Linked DNA regions of Rattus norvegicus: region 1 is linked to region 2. A link is a contact called in public Hi-C data. All regions are on one chromosome and are shown on one strand. Each heading gives the region's core, a stretch centred on a gene start, on an enhancer-like site or on the middle of the called end of the contact. The rest is flanking DNA. Distances are from core to core; before and after follow the strand shown.

What was found. Hi-C and Micro-C count contacts between places; a contact is called where the count stands out from the background.
Region 1: a Hi-C map of the A7r5 cell line shows a contact between it and region 2, with 2.3 times the contacts expected there. The contact joins two enhancer-like sites. A contact is called at or near these places in 3 of 12 Hi-C or Micro-C datasets (the A7r5 cell line, the Rat2 cell line and Schwann cells).

Annotation. Positions count from the first base shown.
Region 1 is chr5:104,116,891-104,124,325 of GRCr8, reverse strand. No RefSeq gene overlaps it. Among named protein-coding and RNA genes, the nearest start is that of Bnc2, 59 kb to the right of the region's middle. Within about 2 kb of position 4,430, at least 3 of the 93 cell types and tissues checked have an H3K27ac peak or open chromatin away from gene starts, as enhancers often do.
Region 2 is chr5:103,993,015-104,000,603 of GRCr8, reverse strand. Bnc2 (basonuclin zinc finger protein 2) reads left to right here. Exons shown (of 7, transcript NM_001106666.2): 3 at 1,393-1,593. Among named protein-coding and RNA genes, the nearest start is that of Bnc2, 65 kb to the left of the region's middle. Within about 2 kb of position 2,118, at least 23 of the 93 cell types and tissues checked have an H3K27ac peak or open chromatin away from gene starts, as enhancers often do.

The DNA of each region.
Region 1 (7,435 bases), core at 3,181-5,680, 120 kb before region 2:
CTGTTGTTAGCCCCACTTGGGGCTCTGATACAAAGTGGGCCCTATGTACATGGGATGTATAAGAAACGGGGTGATAGCAGGTTGACATTTTTTTCCCTTTTCCCTTCCCCCGATGTGACATCTCTTGTTTCAGAGATCAAAGTCACAACTGGAATGTAGGAGATGGTACTGTCAAATGCAGACACAGACACATACAAAATGCACCAGGACTGCGGTTACAGTAATGCTGACAGAAATTAAAGAGGTTTTGAAAGCAGCGTGCGATTTATGATGCTTCCCATTTACCCTAGAGTCAAGCTGTTGTAAAACTGATGTACAAAAGACATCATAAAATAATCCTGTGTATCCAGGATTAAAGTGGCAGAAAGTGGCCTGTTTTATTAATTTTTATGTACTTCGTGAACAGTTGTAGTTGTTGGATCCTGTGTTTAAGTGAGGGATCAAAACAAAATATGAAATATATCTGTTTAGAGCCGGAGAGTTTCTTGTAACGGCATTTTACAGAACATTGTAAAAGCCAGTCGCACGCCTTTTCTTCGCCTGGCCAGTATGACTGTTTGTCTACAGTTCTATTCCCATATACTGATCATTAAGCAATGGCTGAGCCCATATGTCTCCCAGTGTTTTGTATTCTGCACGTTTAGATGGTTTTGTGCACAGACCCACATGCTTTAGGTGGAATTTATTTCCGACACTAAGCGTTTCTGCTCTGAAGTTGTCCTCTAGTGCCAAGCCTTGAGCAAGTTTGAGAGAACTTCCTTTCTCCCTTCGGAGTCATGCACACGAGAATCCTTTGTGAACCCTTAAAGGCTCTGTATTTTAGATCATATTTGTAGCCGTTTCATCTACACTTGTTCGGTTTTAGTGGAGTTCTGAGTTGTATGTACTCTTTCTGTTCCCGGAGAGCAGTGGATTTAAAATCCAGATTGCTAATCACTTTACCAAGGCATAGGGACATCTTCACCTGAGGTAAAGACTAGCAAACCTAAATCTGAACTTTGTGTAGAGGATCTTTCTAGGGGTAGGTCTGAAATGCCCCAACCCCCTAATCCACTGAGACTATTAAGTTGGTTTTGTATGTAAAACTTTGGGTAAAAGAAAAAAAACAAACCCTCATGTGATTTAAAAAAAATATCGAGGAAATATTAATAGCAATAGTGCATTGCTAATACCTGATTTTTTTCTTTTTTTCCTTTTCTGCCTGAGATGTAAGTTATCTGTCAGGCAGGGATATGTGATTACAAAAGGGAGCAGACAAAAGCAGGGCTGACTGTTGCTATATTAAAATGTAAGTGTTACAGTTTGAATTTTCAAGCGAGAGTTTCTGAGTTCAGTGCTTTACATAACATTTTGTCCTAATCTTGCTTGCTGTCAGGGATGTTTCATGGTTGTGCAATTGCTGCAGTCAAGAATGCCAATTTGCATTCCACCAGTGTCATTTGATTACTTTTATCTGCGAAGCTCCAAGACCGGCCCAGACCTCTCGTTTCATCTTGCCATGTCACGAGTCAATGCTGTGTCGTCTTTTCAAAAATCTGCCTGATTTAGACAAGAAAGAAAAGTACTTTCATGTTGCAGCCGCAGTCCCCTGCTAACTTGTCAGCAGCAGGATATGATTCACTTGGGCCCAGAAGAATGGAACAGAGAGGCGGGTTAGACGGTTCAATAAAGCCCACGGACAGGTAGTGTGTGACGTCCCCAGAGAGCTGCAGTTAATGAAGAACAGGTCTGCTTAGTTCTCCACGCGCTGACCTGGTGCTGTCCCCACAGTTTTCTCATTTGATCTTTTCCAGCAAATTGATCTTTTCTTGTATTTTTTTGCCTTCCAAGTTAGTCCTTGAGGGACTGAAATTAGCAGAGCAACTTAAGTTGGATAATACAGCTGTTCAGAAAAGAAGAAATTGGACACTGGCAAAAAAAAGGGGGGGTGCTGAGGGGGTGGGAGAGGAGAAGGAGCTATTCTTTTTGTTGTTCCTGGGAATATTTCCTAGATTAAGGGAGTCCAAAGTAGGTGATGACTCGAAGCTAGCGGTTTCCCTTACTTTAAATTTAGAGCTAAGCCTCGGGGCTACTTTAAATATTCTGTAAATGTTTGAAAGGTGGCTTTAGCAAGGTTGAAGAGTTTGATTTAGCAATGCTCATACTCACTTGTTTGGCGTGATGTGCCAGGGTGACAGTGGCTTTTATGGCTATTGAAAGGCGAGCAGAACATCAATGGCATACTTCAACTATGTTATTTATAGTCTTCTAAATAAGTACAATTCCCAAATATTCAATATTGAATTGCTGAAAAGATTAAACAATAAAAAAGTCATTAACAGCATTGTGTATAAATATTGTGGTGCACGAAGATTTTTTGTCTATGAATTACCATCAGTATCTTTGTTTTACATAAATTCTACAGATGCACTGTTCACAGAGTGGGTTATTCTCTCCTCTGAGGTTTCCCTTTTAAATTTAAAGGTAGGCCTTAAAACTGAGACCAGGTTATAAGTTGGATTTCTTTGAATTATTCACATGTTGATTTTTGAGATTAAAATTCATTTTCTACAAGGTGAGTAAGTCCAGACTGAGAGAGCATGCGTAGTTGATGCAGGTTACGGTTTCACTATAGAGTTCTTGTACATAGAGCTTGGGTTGGGAGCAATTAATAGTCTTAACTTGATGAATGTATAAAGGAGTAGTGCTTTCTGAATTCCTCTGCAGATGGTCTCATTTAACATCTGCATCCTGACAAGAAACAGAGTTGAAAACAGCAGTTCTCCTGCAACATCTCTTGTTGGTCAGGAGTTACATAGTATAGTTGGGTAGTAAGCTAGAGGGAGCCTCATGATTTTATTAGATATACTTAAGGTTTAAAAAAAAAAGAACTCCTGCAGTCAGAATGTTGCACAATAACTGGCTTAGAGTTTAGGCTTGGAGGTAACACACAAATACACACACAGACACACACAGACACACACAGACACACACAGACACACAGACACACACAGACACACAGACACACACACACACACACACACACACACACACACACACACACACACACACACACACACACAGTGGTGATAGCAACAGAATTTCCTTTGAGAACATTTAAGGAATCAGCTAAGCTTTCTAGGACTCTTCCTTGTAGGTATTTGAATGAGGTAAAGTGCAACCAAACGTTCTAAGTGTTTGAGTTTGTGTAACCACTGTGTCCCTTTGTCAACTGAAGGACATGTTGGCATGCTCACCTTCAAACTACCATTAAAAGCAGCTTCTGCCCCAGTCACAAAAGCTACTTCTTCTCTCCAGAGATAATGTTTTGAAGTAGTTCTGTGCACAACTCCAGATTCTGGAAAGAACACTCCTTCAAAAGAAGGGGGCTTTGTGTTGTCACCATAAACAGCAAATCACTTTAAAGTTTGGTGTATTATTAATCAGTAAATGAGGCACATTTAAACGGCAGAGTCAAATGTTTTCTTATTTACCGTTTAGCATTTGCTAATCAATCCAACCAGTGACATTTGTGATATGTTTATATTAAATAATCATCGACAGCGTTTGCTTTTCATTATCTATATACTACTTTTTAGGAGCATTACTTTGGCACTTATTTACCATTTAAGTAAATCTTATATCCAGGGAGATAAACTGCCCAGATTTGTCTTCTTGCACAGTAGCTCTCATTATGTTGCTAGCCAATAAAAGTCTTTATTTGTTGCTTATTAGAACCCTCAGTACACTCAAAAGTTCAGCTCTAATTTAATTTGGGTGTTCAAAGAGCCTCCCTTGTTTTAAAACACGTTCTCAGTATTCCTTTACCATTTGTTGTGAGCATATTCTAACTCATGAATATGCATAAGAGCAGTAGTACAGACATGTCATTTTAAAAGTTTCTGCCATAACAGAAGTGTACCGTTTTCTTTAAAAAAAAAAACAAAACAAAAACAAAAAACAAAAAACAAACATATATATTACCACGTAGATTCTGTCCTACTTACTGCAATTTCCTAGACATTCTGGGGCATTTTCACTTTTTTTGTAGTAATTTAAATCGTTTTGCTCTACTGATTTAGGATTTGTTCCTCAGAGTCCAACCTTGAAGGTGTGGTGAGACAGGCAAAAGCTAAGTTTCGCAATCAAGAGTTCTGTTTACAACATGTTCACAGTTGCAGCCCCCTTGAAATTATGAGGGGTTTGTTTTTTAATTTACAAATTGCCAGCATGGTAAGTTCTTTATGGCAACTGCTGGGCAGTTTTACAGAGGCCAAGATACTTGTGGGTTTCAGTTGATGTGTAACTGATGACACGGGCTAAGGACCAGAACTCTAGTATCAGGGATCCTTCCACAGGGAAGGCAGGATGTGGAACTGCTAAATGAGTCAGTGCATGTGTGTCTGACCAGCGGGAATCACATCAAGTCTGCCTTCTACACACAGGATTTAAGACTTGTCCGAATGTACAGCATTGTCTTGGAGCTGGGGGTTCATGAGTTCGCAGTCCCTGCTTTGTTTTTGTGTGTTTAGTACAAAGACATAACGGCCCACACAAAAACATTTTTCTCTTATTATGACCTTAACATTTGCCAAAGTGCCCCATACTGAAATTCCTTTTTAGTATCTTTTTCCCCCCTTAGTCCAAAGCCAGACGTGTACCCAGACACAAAGCCTCTGTGTATAGCAAGCTGTTTTAAATATTGTGACTCGGCGATGTGCTGTCCTTTCTCTGCTTGAGCCAAGGGTCTCTGCTCAGTGTCTGTGGATTACCAAGCTCCTTCTTTATTGTACGTCTTGTCAGCCATTCCTATTCATTTAACCTTTCATTAGTGTCTGTGCAGCTTCACTGTCTGGAAAGGCAAGGAGAACCCGAAAGGCCCCACTGTCACAGTTATTAGATTTCTCCGTTACATCCCAGCAACCACAAAGAAGTAAGAGTGCAGACTATTGTCGTGCATGCTGCTGTCCTGGGGTGCAGCTCTTCTGTGCATGTCAAGGACATGTGCCACATGTTGATATGCATCCCAGGAATAAATGCGCAACATGGGGGATAGGCTGACAGAGGCAGTAATGAGCTTCGTAGGAGTTATTGCGAAGACTAACAGTTAGTGAAGGAATTTTGCTTAACTGGCCAAGGAGATAGACGGAGTTGAGAGTTGCCAAGATTTGCCTGTGCGGAGCTTGTCAGTCACATTGTTTTCATCTAAACTTCATTTGAGGGGAAAATTGAATACCTCTGACAGGAGTGAAAGTCTTCTTTTCTCCTTTAGTCTCAGAGGACAAAAATGTTATTTCTGATAGTTATTATGGTACATTATGACCATTTTCATATCGACTAAATAAGATATGCGAGTGATTATGTTACTTATTTCTCCCTAATTTTTACACACTGCAAAATAATGAAAAAATGTTTAACAGGGATGTGCATGTTTTACAAATCTATTTCTAAAAATGGAGCACAGGAATCTTCTCATACTCCCTCTCTGCTGTGGATTTCCGTGCCACAGTGTGATATCACCTGGTTCTTATACATGTGTTTTCATGGTTGCTGTAATGTGGAGGAGGAAAGGAGTGGTTATGGGTCATTTTCACATAATAATAACGACAACTACTTGTAGATTTAGCATTGGAAAAGATTCCACCTTAAGCTTCCCAGTGAAATCACTCTTTAGGAACGCTCAGAGCTGGGAAGAGAGCTCAGTTGGTCTAGTATCTCCCACATTCACATGAGGGCTTGACACACTTGCTCCCAGCATGCACAAAGGGCCAGGCACAGTGCCTTACACTGGGAGGGCAGTGACAGGCAGGTCCCTGAGGTCCACTGGCCACCCAGCCTAGCCTCATTGGTGAGTTCCGGGCCAGTGAGAAGAAAGCGGAGAACAGAAGTGAATGCCATTGGCTCTGGAGTCTGATCTTCACCCCGTCAGTATTTGGGGCTGTCTTGGAAAGCAGTTTTTAAAGTGAGCGTATAATGTAATGGATCCCGTTATGGCGTTCCTGTGCATACACTTCTTTATAGAGGCAGTAATACAGGCATTGCCCGTTCATCCCCATTAGCCAAACAACCTGTTTGGTAATCGCTAAGGCTTTCTCCCCGCAGCTGCTTGACGATATAAATCATAGTGGTTTACTTCAGTTTTAACTACTTTATTGTGAGACACCTTACATACCATGTATTCACTATTTAAAGTGCACATTAATAATACTCCACTATATGGAGTTTATACTGCCTTCACCAGTTTATGCATATTTTTGACTATTATGCGTAACGCTGCTCAGAACTTTGGGAGAGGGTCAGACATTTCTCTTTCTCTTGGATGCACACCTGTGAGAAGAATCGTTGGATCGTACCGTTTTCTTTGTTCTCCATTTGAATTGTCTTTAAAACAAACAAACAAAACAACCGAAATACATGTGTGGTGAAAGTTAGGACTATGTTGGTTCTCTCTTTTACCACAAGGCATTCAGGGGTTGAACTCAGGTTCTCCAGCTTGGCGGCAAATGCCTTTACCTGCTGAGGCATTCGCTTGCCCCAGGTTGCCTTTTTATAGTTGAGATATAAAAAGCTGGTTACAATCCTTTATCTGATTCAAGATTTGCAAATGCTCTCTCCCATTCAGTGAGCTGTCTTTTTACTTTTTTGATGTCCTTTGAAAAAATTTTAAAAATTTTTTGAAAGACGTTTTACAAGAATTTTTTTCCAGACAAGATTTTATTGCATGTTAAATGGTAATGACTCAATAAAAGAGGCACAGTGACCCTCAGAAAAGTTCCTAGCACCGTCTATCAGGGTAAGATGAGACATTGTAAATTTTGATGAAGTCCAACTTAACCTAGTATTTTCCTTGTTACCATTTTTGCTATGTTGTCAAAAATAAAACAAAACCCAAACCCACAAACACGGTCTCACTCAACATCCTGAAGATTTATGCCAGGTTTCTTTTCCTGCTTCTTTCTGTTCTCCTGGATAGCATTGTACCGAGAGGTTGCTAGACCATACCATGCAGTAGTCTGCCTTTTGTGGTTTAGAAATTCCTTTTTTTGGTGTGTGGGGGGGGGGTAACATTTGTACTGTTTTATGCTCTTGCCAAGGGTGTCCACGTGTTGCAGCTTCTGCATGTTGTCACCAATGACTGCTGTTACTTTATGATAGTGACAGAAACATGACTCTAACAGCTGTGAGGTGACATATCCCTGTGTGGTTTTGTTGTCCCTGCTGGCCTTGAAATCTAAGGATGGAGTGATGCTTCCTTCCAAGCCACCAGTACTGATATTAAGTCTCGGTCCTCACCCACGTGAGGTTATCACTCTACCACCGAGCTGTATCCAATGTCCAGCTCTTTTTGTGTTTTGTTTTGAGACAGAGTCTTCCTAAGTTGCCCGGACTGGCCTTAGTCTCCTGGATTTCCCAGTCTTTCTAGTAGCTGTTACGGACTTGAGCCAGCCCTAGCTTC
Region 2 (7,589 bases), core at 869-3,368:
GTTAAGAAGGAGCAAGCAGAGTGCTACATTTGTCCTCAGTGTTTGTAAGTGGCTGAAGATTAATGTGCCTTACATTTTAAGTTTAGGAAGGATGGCTTTTTCCTGCTGACTCCTTTTATGAGATAGCATGAATTTAGCTTTCCATTTTGAAGTTACAGTGTTTATGTACAGTGGATTTTGTTCAGTTCTGCCTTTCCATAAATAAGGAAGATAAATACTATCTAATAAATGGTTGTTTTGTTTTAAAACTGGTCTAATTAAAAATATGACCTGCTATCAAGGTTATATTTCACAAGGCAAGGAAATATTATAGAATTTTCCATAGAGATCCTGAATGAAAAATGGAGTTTTTATATGCATTACTTTTTGCCTGAAATAAGACAGGCTTCCTTTTTTTCTTCCTCTTTTGCCCTGTTTTATGATGTAAAAGGTTGATGTAGATGCCTTACCTGAGAACTTTAACAAAGGATTTTATTCTGCTTGTGAGCTTTAAGAAAAGGTATTCATTTTTTCGTCTCCGCCTTCAGTGTCTCTTTATTTAACCTTCGGTTTGGTAGTTAATGGCCTGAGGTGCTGGATATTAAGTGGTATATGTTTATTTTTGCATATGTTTACTGTACATCTTCCATGTTTAACTGGTAGCTTTGCTTGTTCACCCTTTAGAATAGAAGGTCAAATCTCTGTATATTATTTTCTCTATGAGTTTATATGTGGTTATAAATAGCCTAGCATTACGGTGTGACTTGTGGCAGCTAATATTAAAAAAAAACAAAAAAGCAAACACTGAGCAAACTTTATGTTCTCCTCCAGATGAATACTTCACTCGCTTCCAGTGTAATTAAAAAATATTTAAGTCTCATAGTTTTACAAGTGTTTAAAGGAAAGACTGGTGCTGGATATAACATGTTACAGCAGAAAGCATTGTTGGGGAAAATTTCCAGGGAAGGGCCCTGGCTCTCCCTGGCCTTGTGGACAGTGTCCGTGGCATTTCGTGGAGTACGCATGAGTGTGTATCTATCTGTGTATCTGGAGAGGGGTTCGTGCAGGGTGTCATTTGGTGCCTGACAGTGGAACAGTGCAGTTGACTCCTAGCTCTGCTATCCAATGACATGCAGTGGCTGAGGGTTTGAAGCTGATGGTTGGGTCTCCAGTGCTGCCCGCACACCTGACAGGCAGCTGTTAAACCGAGCAAAGGCAAGCTAGGGGAGTCACAATCTATGCATAAATGATAGGGATATCTGTGCAGAAGGTGCGAAGGAAGCTCTGACCCCCCTCCCTCCCCCAGATCTCCCCCTTCCCAAATGAAATGCACAGTTCAGCCAGCTTCTTAACTACACTATACTCCTGCTCCTGGCTGCCAAGAAGCTCAAAAAATCCACCTTCACTTTTCAGTCAGAAGAGGCAGAAGTGGATGTGAGAGAAAGAGACACACAGAGAGACAGAGAGCCAAAGAGGGCAAGAGACTTGACTTTAAGAGACTCCTGTACTGACAACTCCATGCAGTTCGGAACCAGAACGACTGCGGCTGAACCAGGGTTCATGGGGACATGGCAAAACGCTGATACTAACCTCTTATTCAGAATGTCCCAACAGGTAAGTTACTTTCATTTTTTTAAAAAAAAAGAAATCTCGAGTTGTTATTTGCCCTTTTCTTCCTGCTACTTTTCTTTCTAAATGTTTTTGAAATTTAAAAATATATATATTGTGATTTCTGTGTTACTGGAATGTGCAGTGTTACTTCATGGCTTCCCCAAGGGCTCCTTAAGGAAAAGGGGGAAAGGACATCGAAGTTAGAGAAAGCAAAGGCATTTGTTGCAAAGTTTCACCCTGTGCAGCCTGGGTCCTGCGAAGCCTTAATTTATTTCTTTGTTTCCCGCTAAAAAGAGAAAAAGCCAATACTTAACAAATGTATCTTTGTGAAAGACTTAGTCAAAGTGTCTGCTGTCTCTAAGTAGGTCTTGCAACGAACAGTCAGAAAGCGCGGGCCCCTCACAGCAGCGGGTCTGACTTCTGGTGTCTGGAGCAGCTGGACTCAGACCTGAGCGAGGCTATGCAGGCTTCCCTGCCGGCCGGGTCAACCCGAAGGGCGGCAGGCTGCGCTCCCGCTTGCTCTCGGCCTCCGTTCCGGTTCTCGGTGGCTTCACTCTCCCCGTGCTCCCCTGGCCGCGGCGCAGCCGCTCGGCTCGCCACCCGCCAGCCGCCCGCCGCCCGGCGCGGTGCACTCACACTCGGCGCGGCCCCTGTGTTCTCCCAGAGCCGCTTCTCGCTCAGCCGCCGCCGGCAGCTCGGCTGCTACCCTGCCGGGAGAGCCGCCCGGAGAGCGCCAGGCCAGCGGACGGATAATTAATCACCCGCAGCCGTCCGTACCAAGCGCTCGGTGATTTGCGCCCTGCGCGCCCGGCTCCTCTTGCACAATTGCTGGCTCTGCGGCTCCGCGGGGGAGCGAGGGTAAGAGGAAGCGAAGGGGAAACAACCCAGAAACTTTCCTCTTGGACTGTGCTCAAGTGAGGGAGGGAAGTTCCCTGGTGCCTCCCTCCCAGACACGTCTTGCTTTTCAGAAGCCTACCCCAAACCCATACAAAGCAAGAGTTAGTTTATCATCCACGCAGCACCAAAGTAGTACTGACAAATGCGCTAGGATGTTAAGTAGATGGCGGCTGTTTAAAAAAATGGTCTTGCCCCACTCCCTTAAAATACTGCAACTGCTATTTAAGCTTTTTGTATGTAAGAGTTCGCGGAAATTGAATACTTTGGCGTGGATTTTCAAATGTTTGGTAACGAAATAAAGAAAACAATTTTCAAGGCTGTAAACTGTCACAAGTTTAGGAATAACATTTGCCAAAGAGAGTGCATAAAGCCCGGCTCTTGTAACATTTAATTGGTAAACAGTTTTATCAACCAGTTTTAGATAGGAGAAATGTATTTGAATAAGGTGTATTTTGACATCCTGTAGAGGGACCCTGATAACTGCTGATCCAGTAAGCTGGGATTTAAATGCAATCAACATAAACCCAGTAAGCAACTCTTTATGTGCGATCCTTTTTTTTTTTTCCTGAAAAGTCCCTTTCATGTCTGACAGAGATGCTTCTTGTCTCTGCCAAACGCTTTGCTAGGTGTTTTTCTGAAGCACTTTTCTGTCTGGGTGACTCTCTCTCTTGTGGTTGGAACACGGTGTGTTTTCACTGACCTTAGTACCTAATAACTTGTGTCCCACTTTAAAATTTAGATACTACCAATCCTGGTTTTCCTTGAGTTAGCGGAGTGTGTGTGTACATGTATGCTTTGAAAGGTTAGATTGCATTTTTTTCCCTCTAGTGAAAAAAGAGTTAATAAAACAGATAGAGATAATGATCAATTGATAAATGGCTATTGAACCACATAGATGGTGTTAGATTGCTGCTTTGGCACTAGCCCATTTCCAAGTAGATTTGCATCTAAGGAGACTTTTAACTGGTGGAAAACATTTAGGATTAAAAGAAATAAAAGCAAATTACACAAAAAATAGGTCAGGATTAGGAAAATAATTTAAATTTCTTATAGAGAAACTTGTATGATCATCGAGGTGTTTTCTGTGTGCCTGCTGGGTACATACAAAGATCTGTTTTGTATGTACCTGTATGAATGCATGCATGTGGTGAGCATCAGTGCCTGTGAGGAGAATAAAGACACAGGCTAATGAACAGGTTATGACACAGGGCACTGTGACAAAGCATGAAAACCACAATCTTAAAAAGTATTGCGATTACACCATTTTACTGCAGTTCCTTTATTAATTTTTGTTGTCGTTAGGGATGCTTAGCCTCCCATTTACTTTCACAGTCACTAAATATTTACCTTTTGTGCCTCTTGGAAGTCATATGAAAGGGGGTATGTGTTTACGTGTGTATGTGTGTGTGTGTGTGTGTGTGTGTGCACGCGCATGCGCACGCACTTTTATTTCTCTTTCAAGATGCCATTTCAGATTGTGTAGTCTTAAATTCAAATCTGTCTACATATAAAAGTCTGCACTCTGCATGCTTAATGTGTTTGTTTTCCTTATGTGTAGGGATCAGCAGTGCTGGTTCAGAGTATGTGAGTGGGAGAAAGTGTATGCATATGTGTGTGTGTGTGTATGTGTGTGTGTGTGTGTGTACATATGTATGTGTGATAGTTCCTGGAATGCTCTCTCTTAAAGTCAACAATTATGAGGAATCATAGTTTCAATACCTGCATTAAGCAAGCTTTTGCTAAAGATAAAAAAGTTTCTCCAATTTAATCAAGTATGCAGAATTCTATATATCTAATTTTTTAGGCTAGAAACGGCTTTTCTGCTTGATTATTTTAATCTCTTAAAAATTGCTCATGGGGTGAATGAAATCTGTTTAATACAGTTTTTCACAGTTTCCTATCATGGAATAAAAACTAAGACTTCCTTGACTACCTCGTTAAGCATTGGACAAGACTGACGAGTAGAGCCAGTACAAGATGTGTAAAGACTGAGCTGTAGAGAACTTCACCACATACGCTGTTAGCTATAGAAAACGTATGCTTGGGAAAGACCGTTGAACTCTGAAGTTTAATAGTCTAGGTCTGTGTCTTCTAAAGGTAAGCTAGAAAGGGGCATGGGACAGTCTGTATCTTGCATTTCCCCTGAACGAAGTTAGATTTCCTTAACTGTAAATCTTTTCTTTTATCCAGTATTAACAAATGATTTGACTCCGACTCAGTGGAGTTAAATCTGTCCCCATTAAAGCTTTAAATGGGTCTTCCTGACTTCATTTTTCTACCTTCCATTATTTTCACTAACATGAAAATGTGATTTGTTGTTGCTGTTTAGAAAAATAATAGTCTCTTGTAGACAGATACTAGAGAACCTTGAAAGGTGTAGCTGTTGACTTTTGTAATTGAGAGTTCTGGATTCAGTTACGAATTGGTAATGTCCAAAATCATTTTCTCTTTTTCCTTATCTCCTAAAGCTGAAAAGGTTGTTTCTCTCAGGATAATCTCTTAAGGGATTGTTAAAAAGACAAGTGGGAGGTGGTTTGGAGAAAGGAACTTGCTTTCGGAAGGTTCTTTTCTTTCTTTTTGTTTTTATTAGACTTTGAAAGCTGATTGTTTTCTACATATTTTGTACATGTTTGTGTATTTGAGAAAGTAGCAAATAAAATCCTTATAGCTTCCCCCAGGAGAGGGTATAGTTTGATCAACTCAAAATCTTTTTAAGAAAGCACACCGTACGTACAGGTAACGGTGATAGTGCTCTTTCCCCAGATTACCAGAGGTGTTTATACCTTTTCATTATTGCTCAGGTGTACTTAGCCTGTTTCAAATAATATGCAGATCCCTTAATAAGGTCTCTTTTCAGAGTAGAGTGAAATACTAAGTTAGAATTATAAACGACGCTGGGCATCATTATGGAGTAATTTAAGATTCACCCAATGATGTAACAAAATTAACAACATAATTTCATTGTGAAACTGTGTCTTATTAAAGAACAACTGTCTGACATTCTCTTACAGTTGCTTTATTTAACTTCATGCGAATATTATTAGTAGTGACATTTTTCTATTGTGTATTAGATTCTCTCATTAGCATGATGTGTTAGTTATCACCAGAGAAATCATTTCTTAGATAGGTGAGGGACAAAATCGACAAAGCTAAAAATTAAATCAGTGATTTACATTAATACCAGACCATCTGCTCACCAGATAGATGACAGAGTAAACTTTCTGACTAGTATAAAACCTAGCAGTTCCCTGAGACAGGATTAAAAGATATATAAGAAATGTATAACAACCTTTCCTTGGAATTCATTCACAAGAATGCTCGATTCAAATTTTTCTCCCAGTGGCCTTTCACTACTTTCAATTCGTGATGACAAACACAGTCCCAGTCATAGGATTTGTAGTTAAAATGGAAATGATGTGTGGGGTTTTTTTTCCTGGTTTCTAACCCTCCAAAAGTAATGTGAACATCTCTAACAATTTTAAAGATCCGCATACCGCATTTCTTGTTGGTCACTTACCTAAACTGTGTGCTGTGGCTTGGTTACTCTTTGTGGTCCATGCAGTATATTTTTATGCTAAAGCCTCTCCTCCAAACTAGACATCCCTTTTCCTAGGATGAAGAGTCTCATTTAATCAGAGCCACGAGTAAAGCAGTTGATAGTTAATGGCCTTTGAAAATGACTTTCCTTCTGAGGCAGCACCTTTTCTAGGCTTCCCTCTCTGTTTTCTCTTTAATATCTCCAGTTCCTTTTTAATGTGTCCTTATTACAGCTGGTATATTTGGATAATCATGTCTTACTTAAAAAAGGATGAACTCCACATCCACAGAACTTACCCCTATGTTAACATAAGTGTTTATATTTGGTGGCAAATAGTTTTAGCTTGTGGAATTGGCATGCTGCTACCTCTGTCTTAGTTGCCCTAACTTGAGAGATGCTGTGCTTTATTTTGAAGTGTTAACGATAGGTGCGTACTGAAACTGAAATGTAATCCTTGACATTCATTTTAATATTGTACCATACAAGTAGGAATATCTAATATCTGGGTAATCGTCATAGTAGTACTGGATTGGAAATTGTGGTTAAGAGGTGAGCACCTGCGTGTCAGCCCTTACCTCCAACTTTGTGATAACCTGCAGACTTCACTCAACAGCTCTGTGTACCATGTAATGCAGTGGAAATGTAGTGGGCCATGTATGTATGATATTCCGTGTAACATAACGATAATCGTAACGAAGCATGCACACGTGTATCCTCAGATGTGTATACACATGTATAAACTCATTCACAAATTTAGAGCTCATTTCTAACATGTAGCACTTAAAATGAATTTAAGCATAGTTGGGGATCATTTTTTTGAAATTATTTTTTTCAGTCCTCCTGTTACCTGTAAACAAGTAGCTTTATGGGAGTCGACTTATGCAGCAGGAGAGACCTAGGCTTCCACCACAGCATAGCTTCCTATGCCTATGTCAGGGATAAGAGCCCGACAATCCCTCCCTTACTAATTAGATGCTGAACAAGGCATCTCTGGGAAGTTGGGACAAACGTGAATGGGTCACAGCCAAGGCAGGATTGCAAGGATTCCAGTGACAGTGAAAGCATTCAAGCTTGCCAGGTCGCTGTGACACAGGAGCTGATTCCAAAGGAACAGCCTGTTACAGATAGTGTGATGGCGTCACAGACTTCAGTGAAAAACAAAACCTAGGGTTTCTTCTTTCCCAGCTTAGACATTGCACACACTTACTTAAAGGGAGACACAGTGGGCGTCGCTGTGGTCAGTCTTCACTTAGCACATGTAGGTAATGCCTGTCTACAGCTAACTTAGTAATGAGGACTAGAATGTATATATATGATATGTACGTATGTATGTATGTATGTATGTATGTATGTATGTATGTATAAGGAGAGGAAATTGGGACTTGCCTTTACCCTGTATTCATGAATGAACTACAGTGGTTAAATTGTTTTAGGTGTGAACTCCCCCCCCCCCCCGCCAGAGTATAGAGAGAGAATTCTGCAGTGAGGAAAACAGTGAATCATGGGACACTTTTTTTTCAGTGAAGGTCATTTTCTCTAGAACTCACTGTTTGTTGTTGTTGAA